Linked DNA regions of Mus musculus: region 1 is linked to region 2. Evidence: chromatin contacts called from public targeted proximity ligation data. All regions are on one chromosome and are shown on one strand. The core of a region is the stretch at or near the end of the contact, and the rest is flanking DNA. Distances in the headings are between cores, read along the strand shown. Region 1 overlaps Gm36913 (a long non-coding RNA gene). Region 2 holds the start of Hnrnpul2 (heterogeneous nuclear ribonucleoprotein U-like 2).

Region 1 (4,881 bases), core at 1,325-3,824, 1.1 Mb before region 2:
TAGATATAGTTTAACCTGCTCCTTCCTTCCTTCCTTCCTTCCTTCCTTCCTTCCTTCCTTCCTTCCTTCCTTCCTTCCTTTTCCTTCTCCCATTGACTTAGGTTTTCATGGTACCCCAGGCTGGCCTCTTAACTTGCTATGCCCTGCAGTGGCCTTGGACTTCTTTCCGATCTTCCCACCTTATCTTCTGAACGCTGAGATTATAAAAATATATTACTACAGTGGGTTTGTGCAGTGTTGGGGACTGAACCCAGGATCCCATGCTTGCTAGGTGGGTACTCTGCAACCTGAGCTACATTCCCAGCTTCAGCGCTGTGTGTTTAATTGAAATAAAAATGATTCCTTGTGTTGCAAGCCAGAAGTTAACAGAGGCAACCTAATCTATACAAAGTGATAGTTATAAAAATGAGAAATAACAAACATGAATTATATAAATAATGACAATGAAAGATATATATGGTGATAGATATCTGTATTCCTAGCATTTGGGAGACTGAGGCCAGAAGATTATGAATTCAAGACTAGCCTAGGATATAAAGTGAATCTCTCTCTCTCTCTCTCTCTCTCTCTCTCACACACACACACACACACACACACACACACACACACACACACACATACTTGCACACATACACATTCAGTTGCAACATGGAATATTTATTATTTGTCAGAAACAGTATGAAAAGCTTTTGTCATTGAATCCGTACAGTGACCCTGTGATATTAATGGCATCTCTTTTAAGGGATGAGAAAACTGATAAAAAGGACTAAGAGTCCTGGAACAGAAATTGATCCCTACTCTAGTGGGCTCCATGGACACAGATCTCTTGGCCATACCAGAGAGTCTTCCATTTAGTGTTGGGACTGAGACAGTATCTATATCCCTGCCAGGGGGTTCCCATTATACCCGGTGTTTTTCTCACTGTAGTACAATTATTCCGTTTTGTATTGTTATAACAAAAACCTGGCTTGTGAACCTTATTAACTTAAAAGGGGCCATTAATTAACTTATATTTCTAGTGGTAAGACCAAGATCATGGCACTTGTATGAGAGATGGAACTACAAAAGTGATACCATGTACAAAAGAACACTCAAAGCAAGAAAAAAATGAAGTCTTGGAAGGGCCAGGCTTCATCCTCTGCAATAAGCTATCCTCTCCAGAATCAATCTAGTTCCATAAGACCTTAACCAACCACTTGCTCATTCTGCACAGCTTGGTCCTGAGAAACCTGACTGGAGAAACTTGGGAATGAAGAAACGACAGCTACAAATACAGAAAAGCTGGGGTCAGGTGGGCAGTGCTGGCTCTGATGGAGAGCACCTACTATGTTGCCTGGAAACTCAGCTTTTATTAGGTACAACCTAAGGAGAAGTGTTTAGTAGGAGGTTTCTGTAGGGGAGCAGTCTCAGACTGCTGTCATCCAGGAGACAGAAGCTGTAGTTGTAGTGTTTGGCATGCACTCGGTGATTGTTCCTTTTACACACAGTGCTCAATCATTGGTACACTCACACTTGCACCAGAGAAAGCTTTGTCATGTCTCTGAGCCTCACCCAGGTCTGAGGAATTGTGGTCCTTGACATGGTCATGCCCATGTCTACAGTGCACGTTTATTCAGTCAGCACTCCCCAGGCACTTTTTGTTTTTTGAGGTAGGGTCTTACGTAGTCCAAACTGGTCCCAAACTTACACTGTAGCTCAGGATGACCTTACATTTCTGATCCTTCCACCCCTACATCCCAACGCACCACCAGGTCTGATTTTATGCAGTGCTAGGGACTGAATTCAGAGCTTTGTGCATTCTGGGAAAGTATTCTTGAAACTGAACTACATCTCCAGCTCTAATACCATTACACTGGAAGCCCAGCGTGTAAAATACAAGCCTTTGGAGGAGTCATTCTAGCTATTTCCAAACTGTAACAGTAGCTAAAGATTTTCCAAGTTTAAGGAAGAAAGGAAGGAAAGGAGGTTGGTGGGGGCAGAAAGGAGATCTGTGAGGGATTCTGCAACCCCCCATCCCTACTCCCCTGTGAATGAGACATTTCAACATCAAGAGGTGATGACATTTCAGAAGTCTTCAGGCACCAGTATCTGGGGAATTTTCCTCCACATCTTGGGCAAGGCTATGAGTTTCAGGATGTTACCACCGCTGCTCTGTCAAGATGCCCAACTAGAACATTTCCCCACAGTGAAGACCCGAATTCCAGGCAAGGCCCTGCCTCCTGCCAGCTATGCAACCTTAGACCAGGTCAAGTCACCTCTCAGGCCTTAACTTCCTCATCTGAGGCCAGGACTCTGCCTACAGCACTGGACCTGCCCAGCCTACTCAACAGGGATGTTGTCAGTTTCAGCCATAAGGTGTCAACAGTTTTGTGTAAGCTCTCTGGCAGAGTGCCCAGCACCACACTCCTGGAGTGACTCGGACCCCAAGAATGTTCTAGTCCATTACCAGGAAGCATGTGGTGTTTTCTAGTCATGAACTAGCTACAGCAATCCTCTACTTCCTCCCATGGCCTGTGACAGCCCATGACTTCCTCTAGTTGAGAAAGCAGTCTGCATGCATATGGGACAGCAAAGGGACTTTGCCCTCAGAGCAGTGGAACCCGTGACCATGTGTCATTCTACTGTCCTCACAGCTCAGGTGGCCCTGAGCCCTGCCTTACAACAGCCTGGGGTCTATGCTGGGACATGATCCTCAACTCCAGAAAGACTGGCCTGTTCTGTGTGTCTCCCGTGTGGGAGCAGAAAGAGCTGGTCTTAATTAGATGAAGATGGGAAATCTACAAGGCAAGCAACAGCAAGAAACTAAGAGAAGCAGAACATGGTCAGACTTGCAAAGTAATGATGCCAGAAGCTTCTAGAGCATTAGTATTCAATACTTAGGCTTCAAGTTTCCCTTCTTCCAGCTCCCTGTTCATAGCCCCACAGGCCAAAATGGCTGCAGGTACAAGCCACCATGTTCAGCTTCTATTTAGACTTAAAAACAAAAACCAAAACAACCACAATAACAACAAAAACACCCCAACTCATCATTAGTAAAGGTACATATTTAGAAATAGACAGCCTTTTTTAAAAAAAGAATTATTTATTTGTTTATGTATATGAGTACACTGTCACACACCAGAAGAGGGCATCAGATTCTATGTGGTTGCTGGGAATTGAACCTAGGACCTTTGGAAGAGCAGGCAGTGCTCTTAACCATTGAACCGTTTCTCCAGTCTGACTTATTCTTAATTATGTGTATATATGTGTCTGGGTTGAATCTATGTGAGTGCAGGTGCCCTCAGAGTTCAGAAGAGGGCATAGGCTATCTTGAATTACACATAGTCATGAGATGCCCAATGTGGGTTCTGGGAACCAAACTCATGTCCTCTGCCAAGAGTAGTAGTACACGTTCTGTCTTTCTTTGTTTACAGATTTATTTTATTTTTATCTTATGTGTATATCTATGTGTCTGTGTGGTCATGGGGAGCAGGGTATGTGCACATGAGTGCAGGCGCCTGAGGAGTCCAGAGGAAGAAGGTGATCTTGGAGCTGAAGTTACAGGTGACTGTGAACTGTCTGCTGTAGGACTCAAACCTGGCTCCTCCGTCAGAGCAGTATGTGCGCCTCCTAACCACTGAGCCATTTCTTCAGGCCTGTAGAATAGTCTTAGCCTTACCCACTGAACATTCTCTCCAACTCCCAAAACTTCACGTTTTTATCACACAAAATGTTACTTCCTATCCCTAATTGAAATTTTCTATTCTTCTTTAGTGCTTGCTTCTTATTGTTTTTTTACTATTTTCTACATTTGGACAACAGAAGGGGAGAGTCTACTAAATGACAGGAAGGAGGAGGAGGAAGAGGAGGAGGAGGAGGCAGAAGGAGGGGAGGAGGAGGAGAAGAGGAAGAGAAGGAGTTCAGAAACACGCCCCCTCCCCCAAAGGCTCAGGTGGAGGTAGGGTGTTTCCTGTTGCCTCTGTGTATCAGGGATCCCATGGGACCTCAGAATGTTTGTAGAGTTTCTTCTCTGGAGAGCCAGCTATATTGCAGCAGAGGCCAGGGTCTGCCAGGAAGGCTGGGTGGGAGAGAGGAGGTGGGGGAAAGCACAGTGAAAAAGAAAGTGCCTGTGGTGTCGCAAGCACCTTTAATCTCAGCACTCAGGAGGCAGAGGCAGGCGGATTTCCAAATTCGAGGCCAGCCTGGTCTACAGAGTGAGTTCCAGGACAGCCAGGGCTACACAGAGAAACGGTCTTGAAAATAAAACAAAATGAAACGAAAAACAAAAGGGGGAAGGGACACAATAAAAAAAGAAAGATAATGACAGTAAAACCCAGAGCTCAGACTTAGGATAACTGTCCACTGTTCCCAATTTTCTGCCGCTTACTAACTCGACACAGAAGGGCTCCTTCTCGGCTTAATTACAAGCTTTATTGTTCAGAGCTACTTTCTGTTGACCAGAGAGCTCTGAAGTTCTTGGGATTTTGTTGTTTTATTTATTTAGTTTTTTTCTGGATTGTCTTGTGTGGAACATTTTTTTTTCTTTCACATGTGTGTGTTCTGTAATGTGTGTAATTGAGCTTAGATAGGTACCATGGGTATCACATGTGTGATATGTGCATGTGTATGTGCGGGTGTACCATGACATATATGTGGAGGTCAGAGCACAACTCCATAATGGGTCTTTTGGTTTCCATCTTCTTCAAGGCAGGGTCTCTGTCTATTTTGGTTTCTGCTATGTATGCTGTGTAGGCCAGGCTTGCTGGCTTATGAGCTTCCAGGGTCTAGCTTGCATCTGACTGTAAAGCACCAGGCTTACATGCTGCTCTGCCTGGTTTAACATGGGTTCTGGAGATGGGAACTCAGGCCCTCACAGTTTCAGAAAGCACTTTTTCCAGTCCC
Region 2 (5,552 bases), core at 2,988-5,487:
CTCCATAAGTACTTCTTGCCCCAGACCAAAGGGTAGGGAACTTTTCTGAGAAGAGCGGCTGGCCTCCATATCGGTCTTTGCTTATTTGAAAATGGAGATCCGAGGTATCTGTTAAGAAGATGCAACTGGCTTACTGCAACGCTCAACACCAAGAAGTGCTGAGCCAACAAATACAAACACTGTCCAGGTACCCACACCACGACATTTTACTCTCAAAAGTCACTTTTAGATAGTCCAGAGGCTAATAATGCAGGAGGATCACAAGGTGGAATCCAGCCTGAAATACACAACAAAGCCCTATCTGAAAACACAAAGCAATCTTTATACATACACGTGTCCAGGTTCACAAGCGTCTGGTCCTCCTCTTCATCTTTTGCTTCTTCTTCTGGAGGTGGTGGGGACTTTGAGCTACAGGCAGGAAAGCAAATGCAACATAACCAAAGCTACCTTCTTTGTCTGTGAGGTATTTGTGTGGCACTGTCCATTTTAAACTATTGGTGAATTACCAAGTTCCAGCAGACAGCTTCTTTCAGTCAATGAGAAAAGGGAATACGAGTTTCCATCATAGATTTACTCTAAAACTTATGCCTATAAGGACCTAGTCCAGTTTTCAATCCACCCCTCCTTCCACACTGCAATCAACAATAGGAATACCAAAAGCAGAGCAGACACTCCCATCAAGGGAGTGTTTCCCTCACCGGCTGTGGTAAGCCTCCTCTCGGAATTCATAGTAAGCTCGGCCATGTTCATCCTTCTCATCCCGCTGTCTCTTTACCCCCCGCCGCTCACCATCTGAGCCTGCTGGTTTTGACTTTTCACTATCTTGGTCATCTCCTACAAAAGGGAGGGAAAGAAAATCAGTAGTTTTTATACTGGAGCGTACAATGAGCTCAGAACTAAGAGAATCTAAGTAAAATTTAGGAAACTGAGGGTATCTGATTGAGACAAAGTGTTCCTATTATATCCATGTTTTATTTCCAAATTTCAAAATCACTGATTAAGATGGGCGGGGGGTGGGGGTAGGTTGGGATGGAAACCACTATGGGCTTATTAAATTGGTCAATTTTCCCATTCTAAATTTATCTACTTCAATCAAGCCAACCTGGCACATCTCCCCACTGATATGACAGAAAAGCATCCCTTAAGTCTTTTAAAAACCTTCACAGGTGAATTTCAATTCTCATCAGATCTGGAGTTATGTCAAGTACTTAATGACTATTTTCTAGCACTTTTCAGCAGTTACTTGACACAGAAATCTCACATTTTCTTTAAGAGACTACCTTTTCTGCATTAAAATGCACAGTCTTACAGTGGCAGGTGTATTTTTAACAGGAACTTGAAAGTTACCAGAGAAATTCTTAGGTCACAAGCAAACCATAAATAACACTGCATCTTTACTGCATGAAATTTGGGGCAGGAAGGTGGTGTTATATATTAAGTAACATTCTTTTGTTGTTGTTTCTAGACAGGGTCTCACTATGTAGTTCTGCTTGTCCTAAAACTCACTATTTAGATCAGACTGGCCTCAAACACAGAGATCTGCCTGCCTCTGCCTTCAAGTGCTGGGACTGAAGGCCAGTGACACCAAACCTGGCAGTAACATTCTTTACACGGAGTAACACATGGAATTTTTCCTTAGGCTTTCATGTTTTGAAGGCTTAAGTGTTTTCAACAATTCCTTTAAAACACTCCCTTATTCTTTAATGCTTTTGATCTGCTATTTGGGATAACACAAATTAAGGGTTATGTAATAGGACCTCAGTCCCAGGACATCGGACACAACAAAAACCCCGAACACTATACTTTGCATACAATCATTGTAAAATAGATTCCAATTTTATAACACTAAGATCCAGAACAAAAACCAAGAAACAACGAAACAGTACAAAAAACTCTAAGGCAAAAAAACCTACTTGGAAGTAAAACTTAGAAGCAGCTCTCCCTCCTGACAGTCACTATAGGTTAGCTCTAACCATGCAAGCATTTCAAAAGGAGAAAGTCGTTAACTCCTGGGGGAAGTTTCCACAAACCTACCACAAGGTTACTCCACTAGAACCCCTAAATCATTTCAGCTCAGTTAGTTAGGAGCCTTAAGGGCACCAGTGTAGAATAAGTCTATAAATATGCTTATTTACAGCCTGGACAGGAGACTTAAAATATAAACACAACAGGGACAAAGTAAAAAGCCCCAGTCAAGTAACTAACATTCTACTAAAATGTTACTAGACTAAGTTTCTCTTTGCTAGTTAATGATTAAACCCAAAAGGCTCACACACTGTCTCCGACGGCTTAAGCAGGAAGGAGCAAGGTTAAATATCCAGAGTCTCTTTGAAGACTAACTTGGGTTTGACAGAGCAGCATTTCACGGACTGTTTTTTGCTTAACATTTTTAAGGTAAGGAACGAACTGTCAGGCCTTAGCTTCCAACTGGTCTCGGGAGAGCGCCAATTTTTCAGCATATTTGCGGCTAAAGGTATTCTGCTAAAGAGGGGTGGGCACCAGAAGACTGATCCACAGGTAGCTCGAAAGCCACACACACACACACACACACACACACACACACTTCCATCCACTAACACCAAGGAACCACGTTAGGCAGGAACCTCCCTCCTGCAAACAGTGTAAAGACAAGACGCCCAAACCTTCAAAAAGATGGACAGCGGATGAAAGCCACCTTCCCAGGAGAATCTCATCAAAAAGCCACTAGAACAGTGCACTTTCGGGCAAGTGGAAACAAGGAATCAGATAGCGCGGTGCAGGGTGGGGTGCTGGATCGGAGACGCACCCGGCAGGTTGAAGCCCGGCTTGGCTGCCAGTTCCTCACCTTGTTCCTCTACGGCCTTGTCACCCGGTGCCTCGGATCCCGGAGTCTCGTCTCCGCTCCGTTCCTCCGGCCCGTCTTCCTCCCCCTTGCCGTTGTCATGCTCTTCGCCACCATTTACCCCACCTGACCCAGCCGTGGCCTCCGCCGGTGTGTCGGAAGCTTCGGACTCGGCCTCCATGGCTGACGTCTCCGGGGGCTCCGGAGGCGGCTGCGCGGCCTGGCCCAAAGCCTGAGCAGGTGGTGGTTCCTCGTCTTCGTCCTCAAGCAGCGCCTCCTCGTCCTCCTCCTCGTCGTCGTCCTCCTCCTCCTCGTCCCCGCCCGGGCCTCCGCCCGACGCGGCCACAGGCCGAGGCTCCGCCTTGCAGGCCCCACCGGGCCCGGCCCCACCAACGCCGGCCTCGTCCTCCAGCATCTCAGCATCCAGTGCCTCCTGAAGACGCTGCGCCAGATCCATTTTGAGGCCGCGCGAATCCAGGCCCCGCCGCTGAAGCTCCGACCGCAGCTCGGTCACTTTCAGCCGCTTCACCTCCATCGCCGCCGTCGCCTCCTCCGCCTCCCGCCGCCTCCTCCCCTGCGAACTGTCGACCGAGCCCGACCGCGCAGGCGCCGCCGCCGCCCGCCTCCGCCTCCCGCGCCAGCACTGAGCCCGCGCTAGCAAGCGCACGCACACAGAGGCAGAGGCCGCGCTGTCTTCGCGGCGTGTTTATGTCGCCTTCCTCCTGCCCTGCCCCTTTCGGCTCACTGAGCGCAAAACAAGACGGCGAGGAGCAGCTTCCGACACACTCTGTACTCGACCGCGGGGGAGTGCGCGCCGAGGACGACGGAGTTCCCTCACTTCCCCTCCCTCCTCTCAGAGATCCGGGCCAATCAGCGCAAGCGGCCTAACCGCGCAGCCGCACAGGGGCCTGAGTCGGGCAAGGCTGGCTGCGGCTCAAGTGCCTCGTAGCACGGAAGCGTGAGCGCGCTCCTCTTTCCGTACTTCAGTCGTAGGCTCTGCGCAGTCGCGCCGGAGTCCCGCCCATCTCAGGTCTCTTACTTCCTGCCCGCTCCCAATTACCGGAGCACCCTAGGGCTTACTCGATGTCCTCTCTTGCTTATTCTTTGACTGTAACTTCTGAGACTAGTAACCGAAGCCAAGCTGGAAGGATGGGTGGTGCAGGGTTTTCGTAGCCAGGAGGGAAAGGCCTTTCCAGCATCAAGGGAGAGAGAGAGAGGGAGAGAGCAATGCCGGGACCTCTTTCTGTGCTTAAACATCTACCCAGCAACAGAGGCGCCAACCCCACCCCTTCCTTCTCTCGTTGGCCAGCTTGAATCGTAGTCTGTTGCTCTGATTGGTCCTCCGATATCGTGCGGCTTTTTTTCCTATTGGAGAAGTGGCCGGGAATTTTTTTTTTCCGGGTTGGTCCGCTGGGGAGGCGGGGCCGGTTCTGCGGGATTACTTTTCTAGACTCCTTTCTGATTGGGTGGCATGACGCAATGCGCGTGCCCCGTTAGAGGCTAAACTGCTGGCAGGTCTGGTCTCTTCCTCTCTGTGCTCCTGCAACTTAAACCGAATTCCTGGAGGAGTCTTCCGGCTTGGGCCTCCGCTGTGGTGCGGTTGTTGGGCACAATGCTTCCGGCCTCTTGTGCCTCACTTGTGGACTGGAGACTCAGGCCTCACTCACTTCGGTTCCTCAATTAACAGCAGAACCATCAACAAATGTTTGTTGGATAAGGACAAATAAAGAGATTGGAAAGGAGCGAAGCCTTTTTGACTTGTTTCACTTGTTCCCGCCTACTCCATCTTCTTCCAGGTCAGGGGGTGTGCCTCAGAGAAAGAAGGAAACGAATTTTGCGGGCGGTCACACACTTGGAACGTTTAGTCGGGCCTTTGGATTTCCCTAGTGTCTGTAATCACGCCGGGATCTCTTCTAATGGAACTCATTTGGTCAATGGCCTCACTATCCTCACATCATTCCTTTTTTTAGTTTGCGGTACTTCTGGAAACTGAAAACTAGCACAGGAGAATAGATGGGACTAGTAAAAACAGCAAAACCCACATCCCTGCGAGCTTCTTGCTTACGAAATCGATGCTCTAATCATTTATTTTGATCCCATTCTACTGCTTCAGTTTCTCTTTCATTTAACAGTTCCAACAGTCATGGAGAAGCGCCTTCAGGAGGCTCAGGTATACAAGGAGGAAGGAAACCAGCGCTACCGGGAAGGAAAGTACCGAGATGCTGTGAGTAGGTACCATCGAGCTCTTCTTCAGCTGCGGGGTCTGGACCCAAGTCTGCCTTCCCCTCTTTCTAGTCTGGGACCTCAGGGCCCAGCTCTCACACCGGAGCAAGAAAACATACTGCACACCATCCAGACCCACTGCTACAACAACCTAGCTGGTAAGTATGGGACGAGCGTGGGCAGAGAATCAAGACCGCAGGGCCGGGCAGTGGTGGAGCATGACTTTAATCCCACTACTCAGGAGGTAGAGGCAGTTCAAATACAGAGTGAGTTCCAGGACAGTCAGGGCTACACAGAGAAACCCTGTATCAAAAAGCAAAACAAACAAAAAAGATAGAATCATCAAGCCCTGTGAACATTGGAAGATGTTCTTTTTCACTGCCACCTGGCTATTTAGCAGTCGATTGAAACCTGTTTCCAATTTGTAGAGTATTCTAAAAGCAAGCGGGATTTCACAAACCTCACCTGAAACTACTTCCTGGGCTCTAAAGCCCAGATATCTTGATTT

What was found.
Region 1: a targeted proximity ligation map of pancreatic cancer cells shows a contact between it and region 2. A contact is called at or near these places in 3 of 39 promoter capture datasets (the 3T3-L1 cell line, the HPC-7 cell line, HPC-7-derived erythroid cells and 1 more) and 3 of 130 datasets of targeted methods (bone marrow-derived dendritic cells, large pre-B cells and pancreatic cancer cells).

Annotation. Positions count from the first base shown.
Region 1 is chr19:9,928,959-9,933,839 of GRCm38.p6, reverse strand. The region is part of intron 1 of Gm36913 (a long non-coding RNA gene); the gene reads left to right. Among named protein-coding and RNA genes, the nearest start is that of Gm36913, 16 kb to the left of the region's middle.
Region 2 is chr19:8,818,086-8,823,637 of GRCm38.p6, reverse strand. It overlaps Hnrnpul2 (heterogeneous nuclear ribonucleoprotein U-like 2), which reads right to left and starts at 4,237. Exons shown (of 14, transcript NM_001081196.1): 1 at 2,825-4,237; 2 at 699-834; 3 at 332-408; 4 at 1-108. The coding sequence starts at 3,356. It overlaps Ttc9c (tetratricopeptide repeat domain 9C), which reads left to right and starts at 4,344. Exons shown (of 4, transcript NM_027412.3): 1 at 4,344-4,617; 2 at 4,954-5,202. The coding sequence starts at 4,965.